Linked DNA regions of Rattus norvegicus: region 1 is linked to region 2. A link is a contact called in public Hi-C data. All regions are on one chromosome and are shown on one strand. The core of a region is the stretch at or near the end of the contact, and the rest is flanking DNA. Distances in the headings are between cores, read along the strand shown.

What was found. A called contact is a pair of places that touch in the nucleus more often than the background predicts.
Region 1: a contact with region 2 is called in a Hi-C map of the Rat2 cell line, with 2.2 times the contacts expected there. The contact joins the enhancer-like site here to the promoter of Crbn in region 2.

The regions. Positions count from the first base shown.
Region 1 is chr4:141,339,600-141,346,082 of GRCr8, forward strand. No RefSeq gene overlaps it. Among named protein-coding and RNA genes, the nearest start is that of Crbn, 67 kb to the left of the region's middle. Within about 2 kb of position 1,837, at least 3 of the 93 cell types and tissues checked have an H3K27ac peak or open chromatin away from gene starts, as enhancers often do.
Region 2 is chr4:141,273,682-141,280,299 of GRCr8, forward strand. It overlaps Crbn (cereblon), which reads right to left and starts at 2,357. Exons shown (of 11, transcript NM_001015003.2): 1 at 2,278-2,357. The coding sequence starts at 2,344.

The DNA of each region.
Region 1 (6,483 bases), core at 587-3,086, 65 kb after region 2:
TCTCATTGAGAGGATTCTATGGAATATTGATCTTGGGAGCCTTCAGCCTTTCAGAACCTTTACAATGTCTACTCATAACCATCTACATTACTGAAGACTGTTTCATGCAGGTGAGAAAAGTATAGAGGGATCTCAAGTGGCCAATGTAATCATCCCTGCTAATGCTGTCATTGTTAATGAAGAACCCTTAGGTCTTAGGGAAGTGATGCCAGTTACTCAGGAGTACAATACCCATCTATTCGGATAGGGGAATGGGTGAGCTGATGAGTCTGTAAGTTGATTAGTGCACAATATCATCACGGAAAGACAAAAGGTTATTACCCAACTACATATAATGGTTTTCTTCAAGACTGAAATATTCCATTGTGTAGGAAGTTCCTTAAACAGAAAGGTACACTTCTTAAAATAGCTTTGGGAAGTTCCTGAAAATGATCAGATTTTCTAGACCCCTCCCAGCCTGATTAAACAATAAAAGTCAAGAGTCCCTCTTACAGGAAAGAAGGGGAGGGCCCACGAAGACTCAGACAAGCTGAACTGCAAGGATGACTCTGAGACCAGACCAACTTCCTGGAAGAAGTAGAAAACACCTGAACCCCCACATGAGTTTCAGGCCAATGTGGCTCCTCAAAAATACATATTGAGTTGCCTGCAGGCTCTATAGTGTGTTCCAGGTTTCTGGTTTTGAGAGTTGTCACCCATGCCAAGGTGGGCTTTGGTGAGTCAGTTATGTTTGAGTCATTTGTTCCTCCATTCCCCTGTAAGTAACCCCAACAAAATGTATGATTCACAAAGTTGGACTTCGGTGGTGTTTGTACTTTGGTCAGTCTTCAGTATTCTATCTGGGGTGAGTATATGTGTGTGTTCTGTGCCTTCAGGAAAGGTCTTGACACATACTACCAACAGAATGACTCAAAGATTACTCACAGAATAAGAAGTTAAAGACAAAAAGGATTTGACTCAGAAAAGAGAGCCTTGAATATGAAATTTAGGAAGACCCAAGAACTTAGATATGACTACACTGTTCTCTCCTATAAACTGAAGAAACATCCTTAAGACTTAGGAAGTAAACAAATTTCACAAGTCTCAGAAATCTTCTGAAACATACAAGAATTATGAAGCTCCTCTCTGAGGTTATATAAGGATTAACAACTGCTGAAGGGAGAAACCTCTGACCAGCTGACTTGCCTGCATATTGCTCAAGGGCTGTTGCTTTCATGAGTTGTCACTTTTGCCAGGGTGGCACATCTGCCTTTGAGTCACCCATAATCCTTACCTAACTCTACTCAACTAGTTTTTTACTAAATTAGACAGTAAATATGGTCATTTCTTTAGTCAGTCATTAGTGCCTCATCTGGAATGAACAAACATTGGTTCACATCTCCCAGTTGGAGGGGGAGAGGTATTGCAAATGAAATTTGTGACAAATGAAAACCACGAGAAATAAAATATAGTGAAAGGACAGAGTAAAAGAGAATGGTCATGAGAAATGGTATGGATTTGCTAAGCCTTAAAGTGCATGTATCCTGAGAATCTTTTTTCTTTTTTTTGTGATTTTATTTTTTATTTTTTTTCAGCTATTTTTTTATTAACTTGAGTATTTCTTATATACATTTTGAGTGTTATTCCCTTTCCCAGTTGGGGGGAGGGCGGCAAGGGGGGGAGGATGGGGAGGGGAACACCCATAAAGAGAATCTTATAAGACAGCAGAGAAAGACCTTACCACGGTTGTGGTTACCAAACTGCTTATTCTCTGACTAGTTCTACCCACAATGAACAGTACTTTCTTCTGGGAAGTACCCATCATTTGGTTCAATGCTTTGCTGATGCCACCTTAAAATTCTAATCATTTTTATAATGGGAGCGTGTGTGTCCACATGGTGCTTTTATTTACATTTTATGCTGACCCTGCACATAGGTTTCTGTTATCATGCTATACAATCTCACAACTTGTAGGTGGAAGCTGAGTCATGATGGAGAGATGGTGCAACTGCTCAGTTAATGACGATCCAGGGAATGATGATAGGGGCAAGATTTTGACCGCATTGTTACAAGCTTAATATCGTCCATCAGACCTCAAAAGGATCTGACAGCATCCCACTTTCAGCTATGCACTTCTTTGTTCAGACTAGTGCTGGGTGAAGGAGGAGAATTCAGTGCTAGCTACCAGTTCTAATGAGTTCTAATGAAACCTCGTCAGTGTTTCTAGCTGAAACTGACAGAGGACGGCAATCTTTGGATGGATGCAAGAGCAGAGGCATGAGTTTCTAAGGATCAATAGAAATAGAAAAGTTAAGGGCTGAGGACACAGGCCTGGGTTCTGGCCTCTGCATTGCAGAGCAAAAGAAGAAAAGAAACCAAAGGAATGGAGGTTACAATACTTTTAACTCAGGTATCAACTTTGCAAGAGAGGAGTAATTTCTAGGTGCTCCCCTTAGCCTTAGATGATTTCAAGCCTGGTCTGAGGATTAGGCTCAGGAGCTATTGGAAGCATGACTCATGGGATAGAGTGAAATATCCTCGCTGAGGGACTGACATTTCTCTATTCCTAAACTCAAGGCAACACAAACAAATTGCCAGCTGCCTCTAAGGCTGCTTCCTTCATGGGAAGTAATACTACTGACAACTTACACTGTCTGTCGTGACAGGTTCCAAGATATAGCATAGAATCTAAAACACCACATAGAAAGTCCCAATGGCATGATAAAATTAGGTAATACCTAGTGTCTAGGAGAATTCAAACCAGCTTTTTTTCCTTTTCTTATTAATTTAGTTATCCATGCAGTTTACATCCCAATCAACGCCCCCTTCTCCAGATTCCCCCTTACACAGACTCTTCCCCCAACCCCCATCTCTTTTCCTTTGAGGAGATCCCCTCCAGGTATTGCCCCATCCTGTCACATCAAGTCACTGCCTAACTAGGTGCATCCTCTCCCATTGATGCTGGACAAGGCAGCTCAGTTAGGGAAAAAGAAACCACTGGCAGACAAGACAGGCAAGACAGGCAGATTCAGGGACAGCCTCTGCTCCATTGTTGGGGGACGCTCATGAAGACCAAGCTGCATATTTGTTCTCTCTCTCTCTCTCTCTCTCTCTCTCTCTCTCTCTCTCTCTCTCTCTCTGTGTGTGTGTGTGTGTGTGTGTGTGTGTGTTGTGTTTGCCCAGAAATCTCCTGCTTACATTACTTAGACAGCTCCTTTTTTGAGAGGGTGATCTTACAGCTCTGTAGAGTTCTTCTACACCAATAAGAGAATGTCAGATAAATTACAGACCATAGCATTTGATTTATTTATCCAATTTGAGATAGGGTCTCACTATGTTGCCCCAAATGGCCTCCCTGTGTAGATCAGGTGGGCCTCAAACTTACAGAGATCCCCCTGCTGCTGCATCCCTAGAACAGGGATTAAAATCATTTAGTCCTTTAGAAAGGTATTTGGAATCTCAGTGCAGGGATTCTATTTTTAGTAGCCTTTCCCTGCTGTACAACAGCAATAAATGAGGGCTTAGTGGAACTTGCCTAACAATGCAGGAAGCCCGCCTCAAAAACATGGTGGTGCAGGCCTACAATTCTAGCACTTGGTTGATGCAAGCTAGATGATTAGAAGTTCCAGCTCCTTTGTGGCTCTATGGAGAGTTTGAGGAGTGACCCTGTCTCACAAAATATCATAATCAACAACAAAACCCAAAGCATACTTTGTGACCTCCCGGAAGTATTGACCTGCATGTTTAGTGTTTTATAGCTTCAAGGAATATTCTACGACATATTTTGAAAGGATCCCTAGCAAGACATATCATTTCAGCAAAGAGGAAGTAAAGCTTGATTTTTTTTTTATACTGACACAGTTGAGATGGGCCTGCATGTTGCAGTCTACTCCTGTGGTGGCATCCATGAGGGACTACACAAAGCCCCCTGAGTAGGATCCCCAGAAGGATAATAAACTGTGACACAGTGGCTGGCAGATTCCAAGTCTGGCAGCTAACTGTTTGGAACATTCTTATCTATGTAACACAGATTCCTCTGTAGGTGGCACTCCACCCACAAAATGTCCTTTTCTGCTCATGCTCTTTTCTTTGCGATTCTCAAGAATTCTTTGAGATTGAGGAACACACAGGGCTCAGAAACTTACTTCTTTTGTCTATGTACTCGTGAACACACCTTTTATATCTTTCTAAAGGCTGTGAGGATAGATAAAGCTCTAATATTGTTTGACACATAAATTCTCATTAACATTTCTGCAATGTCGGGGGAAGGGTCTTACTACTCCTTTGCACAGCCATAAGCTCACCATAGCACTACAATACACTGCATTTTTCCTTTTGCACTGGCTCCTAAGAAGCTCAGAAATTGCTATGTGCTCTGACTTAGTACATTTCTTGAACCTCAATTTTCCATGTCATTCTTTAAAAGAGAACTCATTATCCATCTGAATTCTTTCTTATTTAATCATTCTATCTGATCTGTGTTTAGCATATGCAGCTAAAAATCACCATATATATGTGCATATATATGTATACAAATATAATATAATATATATGTATATATTGAGAAACAAAGATGTATATAGGAGTTGGAGGGAGGAAAGGGAAGAGAGAAAATTACATAATTATATTTTAATTTTAGAAAAAATTAAAAAGAATATTCACAAAGGGAATTTGATTCATTGTTATGGTGACTTACAGAAGCAGGGAATAAACATGGTTCTTAAGTACACAGATGAGTAAATAATGAATAAATACATAAATAAATAAATGCTATGGGGATGGAGATAATGCTGATTTTACATGTCAATGGCAAATGCTGAATTCAGAGTGAAATGGGTCTTGTTGCTATGGAACATCATGGAATATTCACTGCCTCTGTGGAAGTGGAAGGCAGGTGACCCTAATTCTCAACCCTGATCTTCCTGACATCTTAGTGACCCTGAGGGAGTCTTTTAGAAATTGTTCCTGTGGATCTTCTTATCTTGTAAAACAAGTCAAAAGTCCTATGAACACAGGATGTTTGTCACTTGGACAGGCCTTGGCCAGTCTGTCAGTGCCATCCATAGGGACAGCATACTTAGAAACAGGAGGGGTCTTTGTGCTGCCAGATAAATGACTTGGTGTGAGAATGACAGGAAAGGCCTTTTCTGTAAAAAAGTCAATACAGCTTGGCTTCCTGCCACGGACAAACATATCTGCTTTTGTTCTCCAGCGGTATAGACGTGAAAAGGTCTCCAGAAACTGTGTGAATGGCCGCTTCATCAACAGGCACTGAAGCCAAACATAATGGTTAAATATTCACAATCGATAAAACAAATCTGTAAACTTGATCTAGCTGGGAACAGAACAAGCTCCCAGGAAAGCACCATGGAGCAGAGCAGAAAGGATGCCAAACGTAAACTCGGGTCTTTCCTCTTTCCTCTACCCAGGTGCATATTCCCACAAAGACTAGAATTTCTTTCTTCTAATGACTTAAAAGTGATGAATTCATAATCCTGTGTCTCTCTTGGAAACGGAATGACCATGACTAATTACCCTCAATATTTAAAAAAAAAAAATCACTGTTTCCCTATGAACACGCACTTCTTTCTCCCCTATCTCCCAGCACAGAGCTCCATTTTAAACCTAGAAGATGTAATTAAATTAGAATCCACTGTGGAAAAGCAGCGACTGATAATAATTGCTTTTCAGAGTCCGTGGTAATTGGTGCTCCAAGGATTTTATTTCAAAGCATCAGAGTCGATTTACGAGTCCTGTTTTATCTGGACTCGACTTACTTTGATGAAGACATTGTATCTTCATGTGTCTAGGTTTCCTTAAATTTAACTAAACTGTTTTTTAATGATTATGCTAATCATTACAGTTTGGTGCTGCTGTTTTATAGTCATAGGAGATAAAAATTAGAATTCCCCCTCTGCCTATTAGTTAAAGTTGTAACCACAAAATGTATACTATCCTTCGCTCGTTAGCCATGTGGTAAGCCCTTGAAAATGGCTCTTCCTTGTGCCCAAGGAGTTTAATATTCAAAGTTAAGGGATGACTTGGGAGTGTTTTAATGAGCAATCCAGTAAACAGAAACAGGACATTTGGTCAAGTTACCTCTGTCGACTAGAATCTCTACTCTTGTCATCTGGGTCAATGAAAAGAGACTATTGTTTTTCAACTACCAGCTTAGACATCACTTCTTTTAGGAAGTCTTTCTTGATTGCCACTAAAGGACCTAATACTTTAGATGCATTCATTAACTGGAGCTAATACTTCCTTCTCCTCCCAGTGGCCACCCAGTGGTACTGGAGATGGCAGTATGAGTCCGTGTTTCTGAAATTTCAAAGGATTTTGTTGCCATGGTTAAGAATCGTCCTATATCTGGGGAAAGGGCTCAGTGGGCCTAGTGCTTCATGCACAAGTGTGCAGATTTGAGTTGTCAGAACCCATGTAACGCCAGATGCAGCACCACATGGCTGGAACCCTGATGCTCCTCAAGTGAGACGGGGGATGAAGATG
Region 2 (6,618 bases), core at 1,107-3,606:
TTTAAACTTAAAAATAAAGTTGGCACAAAGAAAATATATTTTAAAAGAGATGTCTTTAAGAACTGTACTTTTTGTTTGAAATGAAAGCTAAGCTGATCCACTTGAAAACTTGATGCTATGAAGGGCAGAGATGAAAAAAATCAAAACATACCACACGACTTTCTAGAAGTGGTGTTCAAACAAGTTCAAGTTGTTCTCCTGCCAACTGTGGATTCATTTCCCACTCTATGACTTTGTCCCTTGTGGTGTTTGGAACTGTCTGAAGATATCTTTGACTGTCACAACTATAAAAGCCCTGGTAATCCAGACTAGGAGTCATCCAGGCATGCTCTTAAACATGCTGTACTGTTTAAGATACACCTTATAACAAGGGGTTCTTCAGCCTGAAAGGGTGACAGTTTCAAAGTTGGGAAACTATGACCTAATCTAAGATTAAAACCTCCAAAAATTTTTTAAATGCATAAGGTTTCATTATAAATTGGTCAGCTTTCCGATTTATGGAAATTATTATTTATATCAAGTTATCTGTAAGTAGGTTAACAAATACACAAAGATTTCACTTTATTTTTATTATAAATTCCTATATATAGGGCTCTGTCAAAGAAAGAATGTAATTCAAGTTGTATGCATATAGTTTTTATGTATAACATTTCTGAAAACGTTTTTCTTGACATTAGGGAAGTTTATCAAAAGATAAAGACAAAACTAAAATAAGAAAAACATTCTAAATTTAATTTTTTTTCACTCACAACTCTGAGAATATATATTTTACTTGACAATTGGAGAGACACAATCTCTTCTTTACTACAGCAAGTTTAAAATACCTGCTATTAGCTCAAGGTCTAATACACCTGAAATTTCCTATGTTTATTCTTTAAAAGAATTTGTTCTGTATGGTGGCCATTTTATTAACAAGGCTAAAATTCACTTCTCCCACTTGGTTCTGTTTATCTTTGAGCAATTATCTTGTCCAATATAGGCTCTTCACACCTAGAACGTTAAGCACTGGCCCTGCATCCAGAATTTCTCTCCCTCTGTTTACACTACTACCAAGGAACAGACTCAACAGCAGAAGCACAGCTTTCCTGAGGCAACTAACCAAAATCTGAACTATCCCACAAAAAAGTTCCTAACTGAAATGACTACAGATGCCAAGTTTTCAACTACTCAGGACTAACCTAGTCCACAACTGTATCCTAAGTAAGTCTCCATCAGAAGATTTCCAAATTCCAGAATTATCCCTACCCATGAATAATCACAGGAGTTGGAGACATAGCTCAGAGGATTTGGGAGTACCTGGTTCCAATCCAGCAAAGAAATACAAACCCAGAACACCCTAACAGCAGCTGCTTATACCGCTCTAAGTGAATTGCACCTGGGGTTGTAATTCTTCTCAACAGACTTACCCTAACTGTGAACCTCCTCAAAGTAGCACAGTGACGGTTTTCATACAACGGTTAACACACTGCCTGGCTGATAGCCATAACCAAAGGGCTCTGACATAGTCTGTGTTGTCTACAGCATTCTAAGAGCAGTGTGTACCACTAGTTCAAGACCTTTCAGTGAGTCTTCAGTATTGCAACATACGTTGTCAAACACCACAAAAGCATATAAAGCAAGAGAAATCGGTAATACTAATTCCCTTGAGTATATTATTTGCAGACTTGTGAAAAACTACCAAATAAGTGCCCCCACAGAGAGACAATTAAGAGATACCAGCTGTGATGACAGACCAGTCCACTGCGGAGCCCTCGCTCTGCAACTGTGTTGCAGACCTTCCACGTCACTGAATGGTACACATTTAGTAATCCGTCGATAAGTTTCTCCTCTACGAGCAAGGCTCTGGACAGATGACAGGTGTAAAAATAAAAGCAGAAATGCATGCAAAGCATTCACTGCGGGGGCCCATGACCTGCAAGTTCCTACTACACGTTAGCTGTCAGTCTTATTCAAAGGCATAAGAGCAATAAAAGTTAACGGCTGCTAATGTGACCCGGTTCCCAACTTCGCCTAGCCCCAGAATATTTTCACGGACGTTAGCTTGGGAGAAAGATGGAGAGGAATGGGAAACCTGTTCTGGGCAACGAAAGACCGTCGCCCCAACATCCCGGACAGCCCAGGAGACAGGCCGGGAGGAAAGCGCAGGGCTCCGGCGGGGGAGGCTCACGAGAGGCTCCCACTGGCCGCTGAGCCAGGGTAGCTGTCCCCATCCTCCCTGAGGAATCGGCCCCGGGTCTTGGTCTCCACCCATGACTAGGCGCCCGTCCCCGAGGTTACCAGGCAGAAGCGGCAGGTGGTTTCCCATGTTGTGCGCAGCGTCCTGGTGATCTCCCTCGCCGGCCATGTCTGTTTACCCGCAAAGGAACCTGGGAAAGGGCGGTGCCGCGACGCAGGGGGAGGATCTGCGCAACGCTGCCGCCACGCTCCCGGGTCACAGCGCCCCCTGGCGGCTCCAACGAGGCGAGCCGAGAGCGACACAGCCGAGCGATCTGAAGGCATGGAGGATGATCATGTATAAGGAGGAACAAGAGACCCAATGCTATCCATAGCCATTCATGACACTGCCTTACACAGGTTATACAGCTCTCTTCTCTTCCCAGCCACGAAGACGGTTTTACAGGTGAGGAACCCAAGTCTGTTTTTAGTGTCCACTTGTAGCAAATAACACCTCCTTATACATCATCCTGTTGTCTGGAAAAATAGACTGATCCAGAGGCCATAGCTGGCTTTTTAAAACAATTTCAGTAGCCCTCGTATATAGCCTCAAATTAACATGTATCAATATGAAGCCGACTGACAAGAACAGAAAAAGGCTCATAATCACCTGGAAAATAAAACTGTCAGTATATAAACTAGCCCAGTCATAATGGCTTCACTAAGAGAAAAATGGATCAATGTAGCGTAAAACAATTACAATATGCTAGAAGAAAGAAAATTGTTCTAGCACTGGAATCGTGGGTGAATTTTTTTTTTAATTTCAAGAGTGTATACAATGTATTTCCAACATGTTTACATTGAAGAAAGAAAATTTGAAAAAAAAAAGGAATGATGAAAGATATCTAAAGAAGGAAGTAATTTCAGTAGGCAGGGGAAGGAGAAAACAGTAAACGAATAAAGTTTTAAGACAGTTTACCACAAGAAGAATTGCTGCATTAAAAAAGTCACAATCTGAAAACATTTTGGAATGGTAGCTCAATATGATAGGCTCTCCCTCGGTGACCTACATATATTCAGGACAGCTTAGGACAGCTTAAAAGTAGGTAAAGACTTGTTTATTAGGAGACAGCTCTAAGGTGAGTTCACTGATCTCACAGGTAGAGGTCAGTGAAGTCAAACATCCATGCTAAAGCAATGTGATTTTATAGAACATGATGATGAGCTGTCAGCTAGGAGCTGGGATTGTGCCCATACCTGGTGAAAAACTGAGCCCCTGGTCGGGTACACATGGGTGGATTCCAGGAGACGCTGATGTGTTAACCAGAGTTTTCACTCTGTGGTTGGTGGTATGGGAAGGAGGATAGGCAGGGTTTCCCAGCTTGTGCAGGGGATGAGCAGGGGTTCTAGACTAACACAATCAATTCCATATCACTCAGCCTTCTGTCGCTGAGTCATTCTGGCCTTGTCTAAGCCAATTTTATATCCTCAAGTTAAACGGCTGTTGTAATGAGTAACTGGTGTTAAGGTATTATTCTAGTTAGAGAGAGGACGAGTCAGTTCTATACCACCATAGAGCACTGGGCATAGATGGCAGCTAGTAAAGAAAGAACAAAAAGTTCAACCAAGTGATAAAAGAAAGTGCATAGCTCTACACATATATTATGTATTTTTGTTGTTGCTGGATCAATTTAGGTACAGTTTAAATACAATTTAAATAAATTGTTTAGCTGCAGAATTTTCTATATACAGCAAGCATCTGATTTCTATTTTGTATGTCTGTCTGTGCATGTGTTGTTCACATCTTTTCGTTCACAGGGGAGCAAGTGTGTCAGTGAGTGTGGAGGCCAAAATATCAACCTAGACTTTTATTACTTAGGAGTAGTCCACCTTGTTTATTGTGGCCATGTCTTTCACTGGCCTGGGAGTACACAATTAGGCCAGGATGGCTCCCCAGTGAACCCCAGGGATCCACTGTCTCTGCCTCTGTTGCGTTGGATGGTGTTACAAGTGAAGTTTACCACCACGACTGGATTAGAAAGTGTATTTTAATATAGATTCTTGAGATTAACCTCAGGTCCTCATGCTTGCATAGCAAACACTTTACCACCTGAGCCACTTCCCTAACCCTAAGTAGTTAGTTTCTAAATAAGGAAGCTCTTACTTTGCTAGGCTTCTCTCAAAAGTGCTCTTCGATTAACTGTCTGGGAGAGAAAGAACCATTTGAATCCTAGAAAAGTGCTCTCACTTGATGACTCTTGCTCTCTCTCTCTCTCTCTCTCTCTCTCTCTCTCTCTCTCTCACTCTCCCCTCCCTCCCTCCCTCTCCCTTTCTCTAGCTTGCTCTCTCCCTTCTTCCTCCCCTCTCCCCTCTTCCTTCACTCTCTCTCCCTTCTCCCCTCTCTTGTTTTTAGCTCCAGTGTCATCAGAGCTCTCATATGTTTGTCTTCCTCAGTTGTCTTTTATCTCTCTTCCTTTCAAATTCACTACTCAGTTCTTTTCATTCTTCAGTTCATCCTTCTAACATGAACTCCTTTATCTATAGCTTCACCTTTCAGTAAGGATCACAAGAAATTACTGGAAAAAAGTACACAAGCAAGCATGCTTCTTGTATTAAAGCCCTACATACTAGAAGTAAATAAGAACCATGATCATATACTGGTGTGCACATGGATGTGCACATGTGTGCGTGAGTGAGTGTATATGTACATGTACATGTGAGTCTGCGTGTGTGTGTGTGTGTGTGTGTGTGTGTGTGTGTGTGTGTGTGTAGTAAGTCAGGTAGGAAGACATCTTTTCTTTAGTGTACTCTGTCAAATGCTGGGTCTGACAGCTATTGCCCTGAGATGTGTACTTCCATTTCTCGTGCAGTAAATCCCAGTTACAGGTGGATAAAAGATCTTGTCTGCTCTACACAGGTCTAGAGGGGAGAAAAGAGGGAAACCTGTTCTGTAAGCAGAAATATAATCAGAGGCAGGGTATCTTTCATAGTCTCCTCAGTGTCAACGATTTTATTAATGACTCTCATATTTCAGTTATATGTAGAATAATACAGGGTTTGAAGAAATTGTTATATGCAGCTTTCACAGCTGCTGTAATATTTTCTGGTCCTCCAGAGTGTATCGAGGTTCCACAGAGGTTGTGTTATTTGTGAGAAATGATTGTTTGGGACAATACTTAGGGCTGCAATTTACTTCGACCTCCTACCACCGCATCCATCTCTGACTTGACAGGTAAAGTAGAGAAGATTTTTGCAAGATGGTAAAATGTCGGGCAATTTATGGCTCTTAGACTTTCATACAAAATTGTTTTCATGACTCACCTGGATATTTCCAATGGCATGGGACCCTTCCACCACAGCTGAGGACCAGGGCAGAAAGTTGAGCACAAAACAGAAAGTGACTTTAGGTTCTACTTTCTTCCTCACATTTTGGATCATAATTTCCCCATCCTTCTCCTGGTTCTGTTTTCTTGGTGCTGTAACTGTTGACTGTATCCAAGTGGTTCCATATCTTGCTACAATGACACAATACCACCAGCTCCATGCAACAGAAGGTTACTTTTGGCTCAATTAAGGTGGAGATGGGGGCTCTCCGGGACTCTTCTCTGTTGATGAACCATTAGGCTACTTTCCACTTCCAGTAACTCTCCATTGGAATTTTCTTCTACAGTCACTAGCTGGAGAATGAATCACTGTTGCTTAAATGTCTTCTGTTCAGAGTGAAACCTAACAATCTCTACTCATATTTACTTGTCCAAAACTAAACCTAGGACTCTGTCAAAGTTGTCGTGATAGAATAATTCTAATAACAGAAGTGGACTTTGGTCGTATCAGGAACATTCGCTTCAGGATGACACACACACACACACACACACACACACACACACACACACACACACACACACACACACCTTGACTATGTGGTCTAATCCATCACTCCTAAGCTAAACCTTCCACAGCATGTTGCTATCCTGAATTTGATAGGCACTCCTAGTACATGTTAAGTACTTTTGGATCTAACCATATTGAGGATATAGTGCCAGGGATGAAAACTGGCACACCATGCAAAGGCAATTCCCCGAGTGAAGCTTCCAGCACTTAGAGATTATTCTGGGTGAGTTGGCGAGTGAGTGATGAATGTATATGAAGACCGGAGAGCTTGTGCACAGCTCTGTGGACTTTGTAAACACAATATGCACAGGCTATTCTAACGTTATACAAAATATTTGCTTCAGTAATTAAAGGTTACCATATTGAAACCTGTTTACCTTAAGAGCTATTTTTTAAACGTTTTTTAAACGTTCTGTATTTGTATCTAAATACAGAAACACATGGTATCACCATACACTGTTATTTTTTAAATTTGGATTTTATTTATTTACATTTATATTTTAAAATATATATTTAAATTTTCCAAGCTTATTTTCTTTGGGCTAAAACTAAGAAACACACACACACAAACAC